Linked DNA regions of Mus musculus: region 1 is linked to region 2. The links are chromatin contacts, called in public HiChIP or PLAC-seq maps. All regions are on one chromosome and are shown on one strand. Each heading gives the region's core, a stretch centred on a gene start, on an enhancer-like site or on the middle of the called end of the contact. The rest is flanking DNA. Distances are from core to core; before and after follow the strand shown.

Evidence for each region. HiChIP or PLAC-seq counts read pairs in DNA pulled down with a chosen protein or histone mark.
Region 1: an H3K4me3 HiChIP or PLAC-seq map of embryonic stem cells shows a contact between it and region 2, with 13 read pairs. The contact joins two enhancer-like sites.

Annotation. Positions count from the first base shown.
Region 1 is chr11:118,086,880-118,093,480 of GRCm38.p6, forward strand. It overlaps Dnah17 (dynein, axonemal, heavy chain 17), which reads right to left. Exons shown (of 81, transcript NM_001167746.1): 32 at 4,515-4,640; 33 at 3,837-3,923; 34 at 2,077-2,202; 35 at 1,251-1,411; 36 at 34-190. Among named protein-coding and RNA genes, the nearest start is that of Dnah17, 39 kb to the right of the region's middle. Within about 2 kb of position 4,857, at least 4 of the 459 cell types and tissues checked have an H3K27ac peak or open chromatin away from gene starts, as enhancers often do. A contact at or near this core is called in embryonic stem cells, where this site is marked.
Region 2 is chr11:117,476,180-117,482,604 of GRCm38.p6, forward strand. It overlaps Gm34418 (a long non-coding RNA gene), which reads right to left. Exons shown (of 2, transcript XR_389180.4): 1 at 6,300-6,425; 2 at 3,393-3,885. Among named protein-coding and RNA genes, the nearest start is that of Gm34418, 3.7 kb to the right of the region's middle. Within about 2 kb of position 2,877, at least 108 of the 459 cell types and tissues checked have an H3K27ac peak or open chromatin away from gene starts, as enhancers often do. A contact at or near this core is called in embryonic stem cells, where this site is marked.

The DNA.
Region 1 (6,601 bases), core at 3,607-6,106, 610 kb after region 2:
CTTGGGTGGGGACCCGCAGCCCTGGCCACATACCTTGTAGTCCATCTGCTCTGAGCAGTTGAAGACATACACCATGGTGCCCAGGGCTCTGCCCAGGTCCTTGGTTGTCTCCGTCTTGCCCGTGCCAGCAGGGCCTGCAGGGGCTCCGCCCATGATCAGGTGGAGGGACTGCGTGAGCGTGATGTAGCACCTACAGAGGACCTTGATTGACCTGGGGCACTGTGACCCTGTGACCCACACCCCACTGTGCTCTGCTCGGCTTACTGTGGGGCCGCTGTACTCACTTGGGCCCAGAGACCAAAGTCAGAGCTGGTGTGTATGTGTGCATGTGTGTGTGTGGGTGGGGGGGGGTGGTCACTGTGCTGAGGGACAGGGGTGGGTGCAAGACATGGCCCTCCTGTGGGTTTGGGGGACGGACTCTGGGGACTCGTCAGACACATGCTGAGGGTGTCTTGGGCAGCCTCTGGGCTGAGTGGTTTTATTATCTTGTAATTGATTCAGTCCCTGCACACTCATGAGGGCTCCTGTAGCTCTCTCCCTGTTCTGCAGACCTCAGGGAGGTGAAGCCACTCCTTGGGGACACAGCCAGTGAAGGACCAAGAGCTCAGCCTAAAGCAGGGCTCCTGCCTGGCCCCCAAGACCTGAAGTCTGCATGTAGATCTGTGACCTGGCCCCAAGTTATTTCTGATTGGTAAATAAAGATGCCAACAGCCAATAGCTGGGTAGAAGAGACATAGGTGGGGTTTAGGTTTTCCAGGTTTGGGGGTCAGAGTAGATGAATAGGAGGAGGAGGAGGGAGGGAGAGGGAGGGGGAGGGAGGAGGAGGAAGAGGAGGAGGAGGCGGCAGCGGCTGAGGCCACTATGGGTTAGGTGAACCATAAAAAAGGTGGCCCTGAGGGCTGACCAATTGGAGTTAAGAACAGCCCAGATGAAACATTACTATGTAACAACTCAGGGTTATCCATAGGAAAGTAGATTCTAACAGCATAGAGGGTAGGTATCTGCCCAGCTCTTGTGCTGTTTAAGGCTTATTGTAAATATAAAGGTCGGTCATATGTGTCTTTTATCCGGGAACTAAATGGTCAAAAGCAGGGTAGAAACTCCAGGTCAGGATTACAAACTTCTACAACACAGGACCTCCCCACCAAATGAACGTGGGCTTTTCTAGCTGCAGAGCCAGGGTGGGGGGTGGAGTGGGAGGGGGGTCTGTGGGGGAGGGGGTAGGGCATCGGGCTGTAGGTGGTCCCCACCTATCTGTGAGTGGGGTGATGACCAGCCGAGGTGTGTTGCCCAGGTACTCGTAGGAGTATTTGATCTGAGCGTCACAGATGTTGGCGAAGCAGTGCTTCTTTTCCTCGTCCCAGCGGTGTCGAAGCTGCGACTGCCAGGTGAAGGCCTGCGAACTCTCCACCTGCAGCAGAAACCCAGGGGTCTTGGCTCCAGGCCGGTCCCGGGGGCTCTCCCCTCAGTCGGGTACATGACTCTTTCAATACCCCTGGCCGCAGCCTGCTACAGATAGGGGCTTCCAGGGTTGGGGGCTGGCCCAGGCAGCAAACAACTTGTTGAGTTCAATCTTCAGAACCCATGTGGTGTGACAGTCATCCAGTGACAGCAGGTGCTTGCAATTCCAGGGCTGAGGAAGTGAAGATGAGGTGGGAGTGGGGTGTGGAGTGTGGGGTGTGGAGTGTGGGGGCTGGGCCTGAGTTCCAGGCCAATATGAGAGCCTGTCTCCAAAAAGGAAGGTGGATGGCACCTGAGGGGCCACATTTAAGGTCATCCTCGGGCTGCCACATGTATGCACACATACGTGCACATGTGCCTGCGCACATAAGAAGAACACACACACAAGAATGGAAACTTCTAGCAGTCCACTCATCTGACCCCCATGGATTTTGTGTGTGTGTGTGTGTGTGTGTGTGTGTGTAGAGGACAGCCCTAACCCTCAGTCACCACCCTGGGAAGAGGAGGTTGTCAACACTGGAGTTCTTGAGTGTTTGGGTTCCCAGCTCTTCCCACCATCCCGGGTGCTCCCGCCTCCCCAGCGCCTGGGGCACGGCTGGGTGCTCCTGCCTTAGCGGTGATCATCTTGGCCACCACGTCTCGGGCGTGCACATCGATGGTGCAGATGGTCATGATCTTCATCCTGTCACCGGCGGTGAGATTTCCAATGAGCAGAGTGATGAGCGCATTCAGCTGGCTGATCTGCAGAGAGAGAGTGAGAGAGAGAGAGAAGTGTGCCTGTGCTGGGGCAGAGCTCACTGGGCCGGACGCCCAGGCTGTCATGGCCCACAGGGAATGACGCTTGTGCGTGCGCCTGTGTGTGTGCACGCAAGATCACAGCCCTTGTTTACCACGATGGAAAAAAAAAGCCTCCAGAAAAGTTCCTCTCCTCCCAGGTGGGTACACTATGGAGCCCTTAGAAGAGCAAGCCTGTCCTTCAGTAAAAACAGCTGCCTGTAATCAGGCCACATGTGCAGGAAGGCTCTGAAGCTACAGGAGACAATCGGCCCCGAGCGATGGCATAGCCAGTGGAGTGCTGTCTTTGTAAGCACAAGGACCTGGCTTCGATCCCGTGTAAGTAAGGAGGCATCTTGCTTGTAATCCCAACACCCCTCGGGGGGCAGACACAGGAGGATCTCTAGGGCTCCCGGGGGCTAACCTGGCCTAATGGGAAAGCTTCAGACCCTGACCTCAAACTAAGTTTCCTGAGAAACCACCCAAGGTTCATGTGCACGGACACACACTCACAAACTCACACACGCATCTTCTAAGATTTAACCAAGAGACTCAAGGGAAAGAAAGTACTCAGAGGATGGAGGTGCCTGCCGTCCAGCCCAACAACCCCAGTTCCATTCACGGGAAGCAAAGAATTGATCCCCCCCCCCACACACACACACAGGTTGTCTTCTGATCTCATGCACACGAGATGCACATGTATACACACACAAAGAGACAGAGGGGGTGGGGATTGTAAAAAAAAAGAATAGTTTTGGCGTCTGATTTCTGGGGACACACTGTAGATTGGTGTCTGATTTCTGGGGACACATTGTAGATTAGCGTCTGATTTCTGGGGACACACTGTAGATTGGCGTCTGATTTCTGGGGACACACTGTAGATTGGCGTCTGATTTCTGGGGACACACTGTAGATTGGCGTCTGATTTCTGGGGACACACTGTAGATTGGCGTCTGATTTCTGGGGACACACTGTAGAAGGGTTCTGAGGCTTGACCCCAGCAAGTTGTTTACTGTAGAAGGAGTAATGTATTGGTGACGATGACACTTGTACTGTTACGGGACAGCTTATGACCCACACAGACAGTGAATACAGCTTCACCTTGGAGAGGGGGACCTGAACTGCCTGCTTCTAGGTCAGTTTGACACAAGTTACAGTCGTTTCAGAGAGAGAGCCTCAACTGAGAAAATGCCCCCACCAGATCAGCCTGTGGGCAAGCCTGTGGTTCATTCCCTTAATTAGCGATTGATGGGAGAAGGCTCGGGCTGCTGTGGGTGGGGCCTAGCCTGGGCTGAGGATGCTGGGCTGCAAAAGAAAACAGGCTGAGCAAGCCTTGAGGATCGAGCCAGTAAGCAATGATCCTCCGATCCTCTGTGGCCTCTGCTTCAGTTCCTGCCTCCAGGTTCCTGTCCTGACTTCCTGGACGACGGACTACAGTTGTGAGCTGCGCCTGTAATAAACCCTTTCCTCTCCAAGTTGCTTTAGGTCATGTAGTTTTTATCTCAGCAATAGGCACTCTCATCAAGACAGGGGGTTGGGGGTGGGATGGGGGTGGGGCTTCTGGCTACTGCCTGGTAGTGTGGGGCCCAGAGCCTCCAAACCTGCTTTTTGTTGTAGTCTTTGATGGCGTTTTCGTAGCCTTCCTCCAGCCTTGCGAACGCCAGGCCCACCTCCGTCGTCCACCAGATCTGCGTGCATGTCAGCGCCACCTGGAAACCACCCAGAAGAAACTGTTCTTTATGGACAGTAAGACGAGGTCATAGCCAGGTGTGGTGGCACACACCTTTAATCCCAGCACTCAGGAGGCAGAGGCAGGTGGATCTCTTTAGTTTGAGGCCAGCCTGGTCTACTGAACGAGTTCTGGGAAAGCCAGGGCTACACAGAGAAACCGTCTTGAACCCCCACTTTCATCTACACCCCCAGAAAAAAGAAAAGACAAGGCCACGAGGCTGGACAGACAGCTCTGTGGTTAAGAGCACTGGCTGCTTTTCCAGAGGACATGGGTTTACTTCCCCCCACCCCATCCTACTCTACCCTCGTGGATGCGCACAACCATCTTTAATTTCAGTTCCTGGGGATCTTTCGCCCTCTAGTGGGCACTGTGGGCATTGCACACGTGGTACACATATATACACACAGGCAAAACACCCATACACATAAAATAAAGGGAAATTTCTTTTAAATGAGCTTGCATTATACAGTTAACCCCATTCCCAACAGACAAGAGCATGACCCAGGGCCCAGAGCCACACTGCAGTGGGCCCGCATCCATTCCAGACCTGGGCCGGGTAGTCAAAGATCCATTGTTCCCTCGGTTTCTCCTCGTAAGTCACCACGGCTTCTGGAATTTCGTGGCGCAACGTGGCGCGCATTCGGTCCAGCACGCGATTCAGCCACACTTCCACCTGGGGAAAGACCTCACTCTGACCTCACAGGCATATCTCATCACAGTGACTGGTACGCCCGAAGCAGGTGAGCTTGGCGGGCAGGCGGAGCCACCCTGCCTGTCCTGACCTCTGCCCAGTCCTTTCCCAACAAAGAAGTTGGCCACCTGGGATCTCCACCTGCACTGAGCTTCACCCACACCCCTCTCTAAACAAAGCCACCATCGCTCTGATCTATGGCTACTCAATAGCTTCCTTCCGGGGACCAAGCAAGCATCCCAGATCCAGAAGCAGTGAGCCAGCCCAGTGTGGACCAGTTTTGGGGTACATGGGGAGAGAGGCAGAATGGATCCCAAGTCAACTCTTCAGGAAAATCCCCTGTTAGCCATCTCATGGGTTTGCACGATCGGGCACGCACATGTTCCAAGTCCAGGATTAACAACCAACTCCTCCTCCACCTGGATCCACAGAAACAGTGTTGGCACCCAGCCAGAACTCTGAGCCACTTATTTTAGTGCCCACTGCCCCTGTGTGTCTGCTCTATTCCTTTGCTTTGTCTCTAAATAGTCTCTCCTCTGCCCGCCCGCTGTTTTTATCACTTGTGTGTGAGCTTCAACTCTTTAAACAAGATGCCAAGAACTTGGAAGCTCCCTCCAGCGTCAGGGACAGAGATGCTAATGTTACCCATAGAGCAGTAGAAGACGACCCACCCGAGCCAATGAGATGCCTCAGTTGGTAAAGGCATTTGTAGTGTGAGACTGACGACCTAGGTTCGATACACAGAATCCCCATAAAATGGAAGGAGAGAATCATGTCCACAAAATTGTCCTCTAACCTCCATGTGAGTGTCTCCCCCCCACACACACACTAGGATAAAGTCCGTGTCCCCCCTCCCCCCCCCAGACAGGGTTTCTCTGTATAGGCCTGGCTGTCCTGGAACTCACTCTGTAGACCAGGCTGGCCTTGAACTCAGAGATCTGCCTGCCTGTGCCTCCCAAGTGCTGGGATTAAAGGCATGCGGCACCAACGTCCGGCTAGGATAAAGTTTTTAAAAAGCCCCCAAAGCTGACCCCACCTAAAGGCCGCTTTAGTAAGCCAGGGACACCTGGCAAAAGCTTGCGGAGTATACAGTTATCCCTAAGTCGGAGAAGGGAGCAGGCAGCCATGCAGAGAAGTCTATCTCAGTGGGAGACTGTCTACCTTGCTCTCATGGGGTGCTGGGCTCATCTCCAGCACCACAGCTGATCAAGCCCAGCTCTCCCTGCTGCACCTGGGTCGGGGAGCAGGCTGTCTTTTCTAGCGGTCACTCCCCTGAAAGGACCTTGCTGCTGCTCAGAGTCCCTCTGAGAGGAGCAATGGGAGGCTAAGCCCCATCTAGCCCCTCTGACCTCCCTAGTGCCCAGACTCTAGTGAGAGGTTCTGGTTTGCCCCTACGCATTTTCCTTCAGGCTAATGGCCATATCATCTCTGTGGCTGGGTCAGAGGTCAGGCAGCGAGGTCGGGGAAGGGCCAGTGAGAAGTTTGCTGTCGTTAGGTAGGATCCGGTAAACCGAGTGTAGGTGACATGCTTGCTGGAAGGAGGACCAGGGCCACACGATTGCTTCTCTGAAGCCACTCAATCGTCATGCCCACTTCCTGTGCACAGGGGCTCAGAACCTGTTCAGGTGGCACAGCCCCCTTCTGCACCAGCTGTGACAATTCAGAGATGGGTCAAGCCTACCTCTTCTTCCTTCCTTTGCCCCTTCCTTTACCACACACTACGGGAAGGCTGTGTGCTATAGATTCTATAACAAAGTTGGAGCCGGTGAGATGGCTCAGCAGGTAAAGGTGCTTGCTGCCAAGCCTGGCAAACATGAGCTCTATCCCTGGGGCCCACACAGTGGAAGGAGAGAACCGACTCCCGAAAGTTGTCCTCTGACCTCCACTGGTACATCAGATAAAAAGAGGCCCCCAAGCATCTCCTTGACAGATGGATGACCACA
Region 2 (6,425 bases), core at 1,627-4,126:
CAGACTGAGAAAGGACAGAGAGGCCGGGAAGTTCTCAGGAACAGGAGAAGAAAAGGGAACCTCTCACCCAGCGATCTGGTTGAAACCTGTTGACAAAGCAACAAGGACTCCAGTACAACTACCACTGCTAAGTATCCCTCCCAGCCTTAAACCTGCAGTTTTCCAGAAACTCCGTTTACAGGGAAAAGAGGCAGACTGAACCTCTCTTGCGAGCCTAGTGAATCTTGGCATTTCCTTCTTGGACTGCAGTGTCCTCCAGCCCAAGAGACACCTTGGCTAGCTTACTGAATGAGAGAGAAAAGGAAAGATGGGATTTCTGAGCATAACTTGAGAGCTATTACAATGCTATGCTCTCCCTCCCTCCTCTTCCCCTCCCTCCCCTCCCCTTCCCTCCCCACACTTCCCCGTCCCACCACCTTCTTTCTTCCTCTCTCCCTCCCCACTCTCCCCCTCCCCCCTGCTCCCCTCCCCCTCCCTCCTCTCTCCCTCCCCTCTCTCTTCCCCCTCCCCCTTTCTTTCATCAGAGTAGAGTCTCTCCTTTTTCACTCTGATTCTTCCCATTCATGTAGTCACACAAACACTTCCAGCTCCCACCCTCCCTTGGAAGCCCTCTTTTCTTGTTCTTATGAAACCACTAATACCACCATAGGGGCTCCATTGTCATGACAGTGTCTAACCCCAATCACCGCCTACCCACACCTGCAGATGACATCACCGCATGGTTTTGAGGAACAGATCCCCGACATGTGAAAGAGCAACACATCAGAACACAGCAGGGAGGCAGACATCAGCTCTGCAGCCCTGGCCTCTGCTCACCAAGGGCCCTGACCCTGCTCCTGTCTGTCCTGAGTCACACCCATGGGGGCCAAAAACCAGGAGAGCTGATCCTCTAGTGTTCCTGGGACAGGCGACAGAGAGCTGACCCTTCCTCTTCTGAGGCAGGAGTTTCCTGAGTTTCACCCCAGTGGCATGGGGAGATGCCCTAGAGGAAAATGGGTCCCTGTGCCTGGGCTCTGACCATCTTCATGGCCATGCACCAGATATCTGGTCTGAGCAAGCAGATGGGGCTGTGAACACAGAGTATTATAACTTTAGTTTTTTTCAAAGCCCCCCCCCCTTTTTTTTTGTTTTTTCAAACAATGGTTCTTAAATGCTTTAACCTCCCTTCTAGCCCACCACCCACCAGAGGCAATGGAAACGAGAGGATATGGAGCAGAAGGGAGGTGGGAAGTGGACCTGTTTAGAGATGGTTCTTTGGAACAAATCCCATCTGTGTTGTCAGGAAATCAGCAGTTCAGTTTACAGGCCAGCAGCAGCAGCTCAGTCCACTTGCAAACACTTCCCAGATACATCAGCAGTCTACAGGGATAGCCAGGCCTCAGCCAAATCAGCACAAGTCAGCAGGAGGGACTCCAGGAAAAGTTCTCAGCTGCTGCTCTCTCCCAAAGAAGCGAAGATCAGCGAAGACTCAAGACCAACAAGCATTGCCCAGCCAGCTCTTTAAGCAAGCCTGAAGCTCAGCTCAGCCCAGCCAAGCCAAGCCCAGCCAGCTCCCATCACTGTCCACCAAGTCCTATTTATAATTCCCTCAAACTTCACGTGTCCTCCACGGGTCTTGCTTCACCAAGTGTCTTGCCTCAGCCCGTGTGTCTGTCTCAGTTGACATCGCTCTGCCCGTGTCCCGGAAAGCAGCAAGAAGCCATAGCACACCACTAGAAGGTTTTTTTGGTGCATTTCTCTCTATGGAGCCCTGACAAATGGAGCTCAACTATGCACTGTAAGACGGACCAATACATGCATGTCGTAAGTGAAGAATCCTTCATCACGTGTCCTTTCACATGCTTCCTTTAGCAGAACATCCTTTCACCTGTGTTTGCTTCGGCGAAATGTTCCTTTGTGTGTTTGCCCCAGCAAGACACCATCCAACACAACTGACTTTTCAAAGAACCCTTAAGTTTCCACTTCAAAACACAGTGGGCTGTTGAGCTCTGGGTGAAGAAAGTTACAGAAGTAATGGGGCAGGTCCTTCCCAGCCCTGAGCCTATCACTTCTGCAGGCTGTGTGTGCTCAGAAAACCATGCAGCTGAGATGGAGCTCAGGGAGAGGTCCTGGTGTGAACTGACTGCTGCTTTGGGGATACTGCTCCAAGAAGCCTCCACATCACTCCTAACCCAGGGAGCCAGGCCACGTGCAGAACATTTCCCTCTCTCCCCACTGCCTCTGAGCAGGAACATGAGGCGGCACCATGATCGCTAGCCTATCGCAGGCCATTTCCTGGGCCTTTGATCAACCTCAGTGGGGAAACCTCTAGGATACAGAAAAGGGCATCCAAACCCCCAGTTCCGTAGTCAACTCTCATTTCAATCAAGAGGCCCCAAGTTCACAGATTTAGATTCTTGGGAGCTGTGGTTTTTTTCTTCTTAAAAAATTGAGCTGCTGCCTTGCCTCTTTGAGGCCCCAGGAGTCTGAACAGAGATGGTTTCCAAATGGGTGGAGAGAAAGCGCCTGTGCCAAGCCCGAGGGACCTGGCTTTGGGATGGCTGATCTGCCATGTTCATCCCTGGATGGCTGTGAGCCAGGTATCTTCTGGCCAGGAAAGCCTCTGCCCTGAGCATCCTTCTGGCCCCAAGCCAGACCTAGAGCCCCTCCCTATTTGATGGCTAATGCTAAAGACTGGGCCAGGAAGTAGGCAGATCGCTTTTTGAGTTTTCCTTGGTTATCCTCTCAGGACACCCACTCAGCCTCCGTCCGTCCTATGGCTGATGGGGAACCTCCTCAAACCCTGAGGGATCCAGAGCCTTTTATTCTAGGGGTGCTGTGGGTAGAGGCATTTCCAGCTGCCCTCACTCCCTGGGCCCATCTTCTGCTGTTGTTCTTGCTGTGTTGATTTGCATGCCATTTTGCTTGTGGTCTCCATGGCAACCACCACCAAATGGCCTAGGGATAATGGAGGGGCTCTGGGTAGGGGAGGGGGAAGCCTCATGAGTGGTTTTGACTTCAAAAAAAAAAAAGAAAGAAAAGAAAACAGTGATTCCGCAGCGCAGCGTGCCTGGCAGAGGGGCAGCCCTTCCCCCGCCTGCAATCCCTCAGCGCCCCTCACCCAAGGCTTCTTTCTAACTTGTGAGGGGGAGGGAGGCAGTATCCTGGAACAGGAGTCCTTGCATCTGGCTTCAGAACAATGGGAAGAATCAGGGAAAGCAGTGGCGGCCAGAGGAGGGAACCCTTGGGGGCAACCAGCGCCTTCTGGAACCATCTGCAGCTTCCAGAACAAATCTCCAGCCGGCAGCTCTCCTGCTCCGGCCATCTTTGCTCTCCCTCTTGCCAGGTCCCTCCACCCTTCCCAAATCTCCTCTCCACAAGGAAAGAGAGAAAAATAGAAGCATGACTTCATGTCTCAGGGCCTGGCTCCTGGGTGGAGGATCTAGAGGAGTTTAATTGTTCGCATATGTCCAGCTCTAGCCCTTCACAAAATGTGTTCAGGGCCGTGAGCTGCAGCGGTTGAAAAGCTGGGGAGATAGCACGGGGATTGTTGGGCTTAAAGATGAGCAGACTACAGCTCAGGGCTGTGAGTGCGGCACAAAGAGGGGGACCCAGGCCAGCTCTATGGAGGGCTGGAAACCAGCCTCCGATTTATGTTCGATGCACTTAAGTGGACCGAGCTTTCTTCTCTTCATCCATTCCGTGCGTTTCTCAAGCTAACTTCTCTCCTGCTGCCAAGGCTCTGTGGGTGCTGGAGGTGAGCTCCTGCCTCCCTCCGACCCATAGCCCCGTAGAGCTTGGCCCTGTTGCTGCCTGAGGCCAGTGGCTGGCCTGACGCCATCTCCTTGCTCTCTGAGTCGCTCTGCTCTTTCATGGCTCTTCTCTCCTTCCAAGGTGCAGCGGTTCCTTGAAACATCCGGATCATCCAATAAACATCTTTACAACAAGAGACCACACCTGCCCCAGACAACAGGAAGCCCCACAGGACAGCTGACCCATGATAGTCACTAAGAACCGTGGGAGCTGAGGCTACCCCCTTCCCCACCCCCCCACCCCCCCACCCCCCCACCCCCCACCCCCCACCCCCAGCATAGAAGCAGTCATCTCTTGGATGGATCTGGAGTCATGGAAAGTTTTTTACCTGCTTCCCCAGGGTGGCGCTGCTTGGCTCTGGGTTGGATGTATTGGGGCAGGTGGCTGAGCCTCACTTGTTTGGACTTTGGGGAGCAGAGACTAACAATGAACTGGTAACAACCAACCGCACAGTGCAAATGCAGCACACTGCCTAACATAAGACAGAGGGAACCACAACACATGGCTTGCGGAGCTGGGCGAGCACACACTGCTATTCCTTCATGAGAGGATAAACTGGGGTCCAAGAGAGTCTAAGCGGGCTCAACCCCCAGCACCACATGAACTGGGCATAAAGTAATTATGGCAGCACAGGTCTATATTCCCAGCACTGGAAAATAGAGGCAGGAGGAGCAGAAGTTATAGGCTGCTATCCTCGGCTACAATCAAGTTCAAGGCCAGCCTGGGATACATGATTAATCCTTGACACAGCAACAAATGGAATCCTAAGAAATACACAAGGCAGAGAGGAGGGAGGGACAGAGCAGGTGGGATAAACAGCAAGGACAAGGCAAGATGTCGGACATGAGCCCCACCCCAGAGACAGCCCATTAAACAGGAACAGTCAAAACCCTCCAGCTGAAAACCAGAGATCAGGAGCTGGGGAAGTGGCTCTTCAAGCTCGAGGACCAGGGTTCAGATCCCAGGTAGGGCATGATGGCCTGCCCAGAGATCCTGGAGCAAACCGCTAGGAGAGAATGTGGCATTGACCCTATGCACAGCTGTGCTCCAAGCTCCCTGAAAATGGAAGCTTTGCTCGGCTGAGCAACCCCAGGGCATTGGACAGCTGCTACCATGCTCCTAGAGAGGCTCTGTAATGTCCCTGGATTGACATCCCTATGTAAGTGTGCATATGTGCACGTGTTTCATTGCCCAGGGCTCAATACGAATGATATATGGGGATTTAGGTGGCAGTTGGAACAACTGAAGAAAATGGTTGTGATACCAAAGCAGTGAGGTCTGTGTGCATGCACACGTGTGTGTTTATGTATGCACATGCGTGCACACACATATGTTCACATGTGTGTTCACAGGTGTATGTTCATGTGTGTGTGTGAATGTGTGCACACATGTATGTTCGTATGTGTGTTCACAGGTGTATGCTCATGTATGTGTGTGTGAATGTGTGTACACGTGTGTTTATGTATGCACATGAGTGCACACCTGTATGTTCCCATGTGTGTTCATGGGTGTGTATGTGAATGTGTATGGCACTCAGAAGACAACCTTGGCTGTCATTCCTTGGGTGCTGTCACCTTGTTTGTTGCCCTGAAACCCAATGAGCAGGCTAGCTGGCTGGCCTGTCCCCAGGAGCCTCCCTGTCCCCATCTCCCCAGCCCTGGGAGTACAAGCAGGGGCCACCATATCTGGCTTGTATGTGTATTCTTCAGATTGAACTCAGGTCCCATGCTTGTCGGGCAACTGTTTTGCCATCTCCACAAGGCCAAGAAGTTTTCCTGAAGTGTAGAAGCAGCTAAGCTGCTGAGCTGTGGAGCTTCTGAGCCACACACACACACGAACACACATGGAAACATACATGTGTGCACACATATGCATACATAAACACATGTGTGCACACAGAGCCTGCTGAGTTAAAGCTCTGGCCAGCAACGTGCTTTAACAATGGTGACACCAGAGGGCAGGGAGTAGCTGAAGGTACTTGCCACCAAGCCTAATGACCTGGCTTTGACCCCCTAGAGAATTGACTCCCGTAGTTGTTCTCGGATGTCCACACATGTGCTATGGCACACTTGTGCCCCCCCCCAACATACAAATAAGTAAACATAAAAATAGCGTTTGAAATTTAGATGCTGGGGAGGTGGACAGTTTAGGGATTAAGAACACTTGCTGCTCTTACAGAGGACCCGAATTTGGTTCCTAGCACCCAAAAGGTAGCTTACAGCCAGTTCTATGGGATCTGATGTCCTTATCTGGTTTCCACAAGAAATAGGTTCACACCTGGTACACAGACATACATTCAGGCAAAGTACTCATACACATAAAATATATAAATCCTTTTAAAATTAATTAATCTTAAAAAAATATCAGTGATACCCCTTCCACCTGCACAAGTAGGAGCAGGCGCCCTGGCCACTGGGTCTACTGAGCAGTCAGGGAGGCCGGCCCAGTGCAAAGGAGGAGTTCCAGCTGTAATTTCTTCTTCCTCCCAGTTTCTCTGCGTTAATTACCTCCGGTGTGGCTTCTGACTTCTGCAGAGGAGCTGGGCTTTCCCCAGAATCCCCGAGAGAGGTGGGCCTGGTCTCTTGTTGCAGGAGGCACCTGATAAAATCCAGCAGTGGGGCCTCATTGTCCCG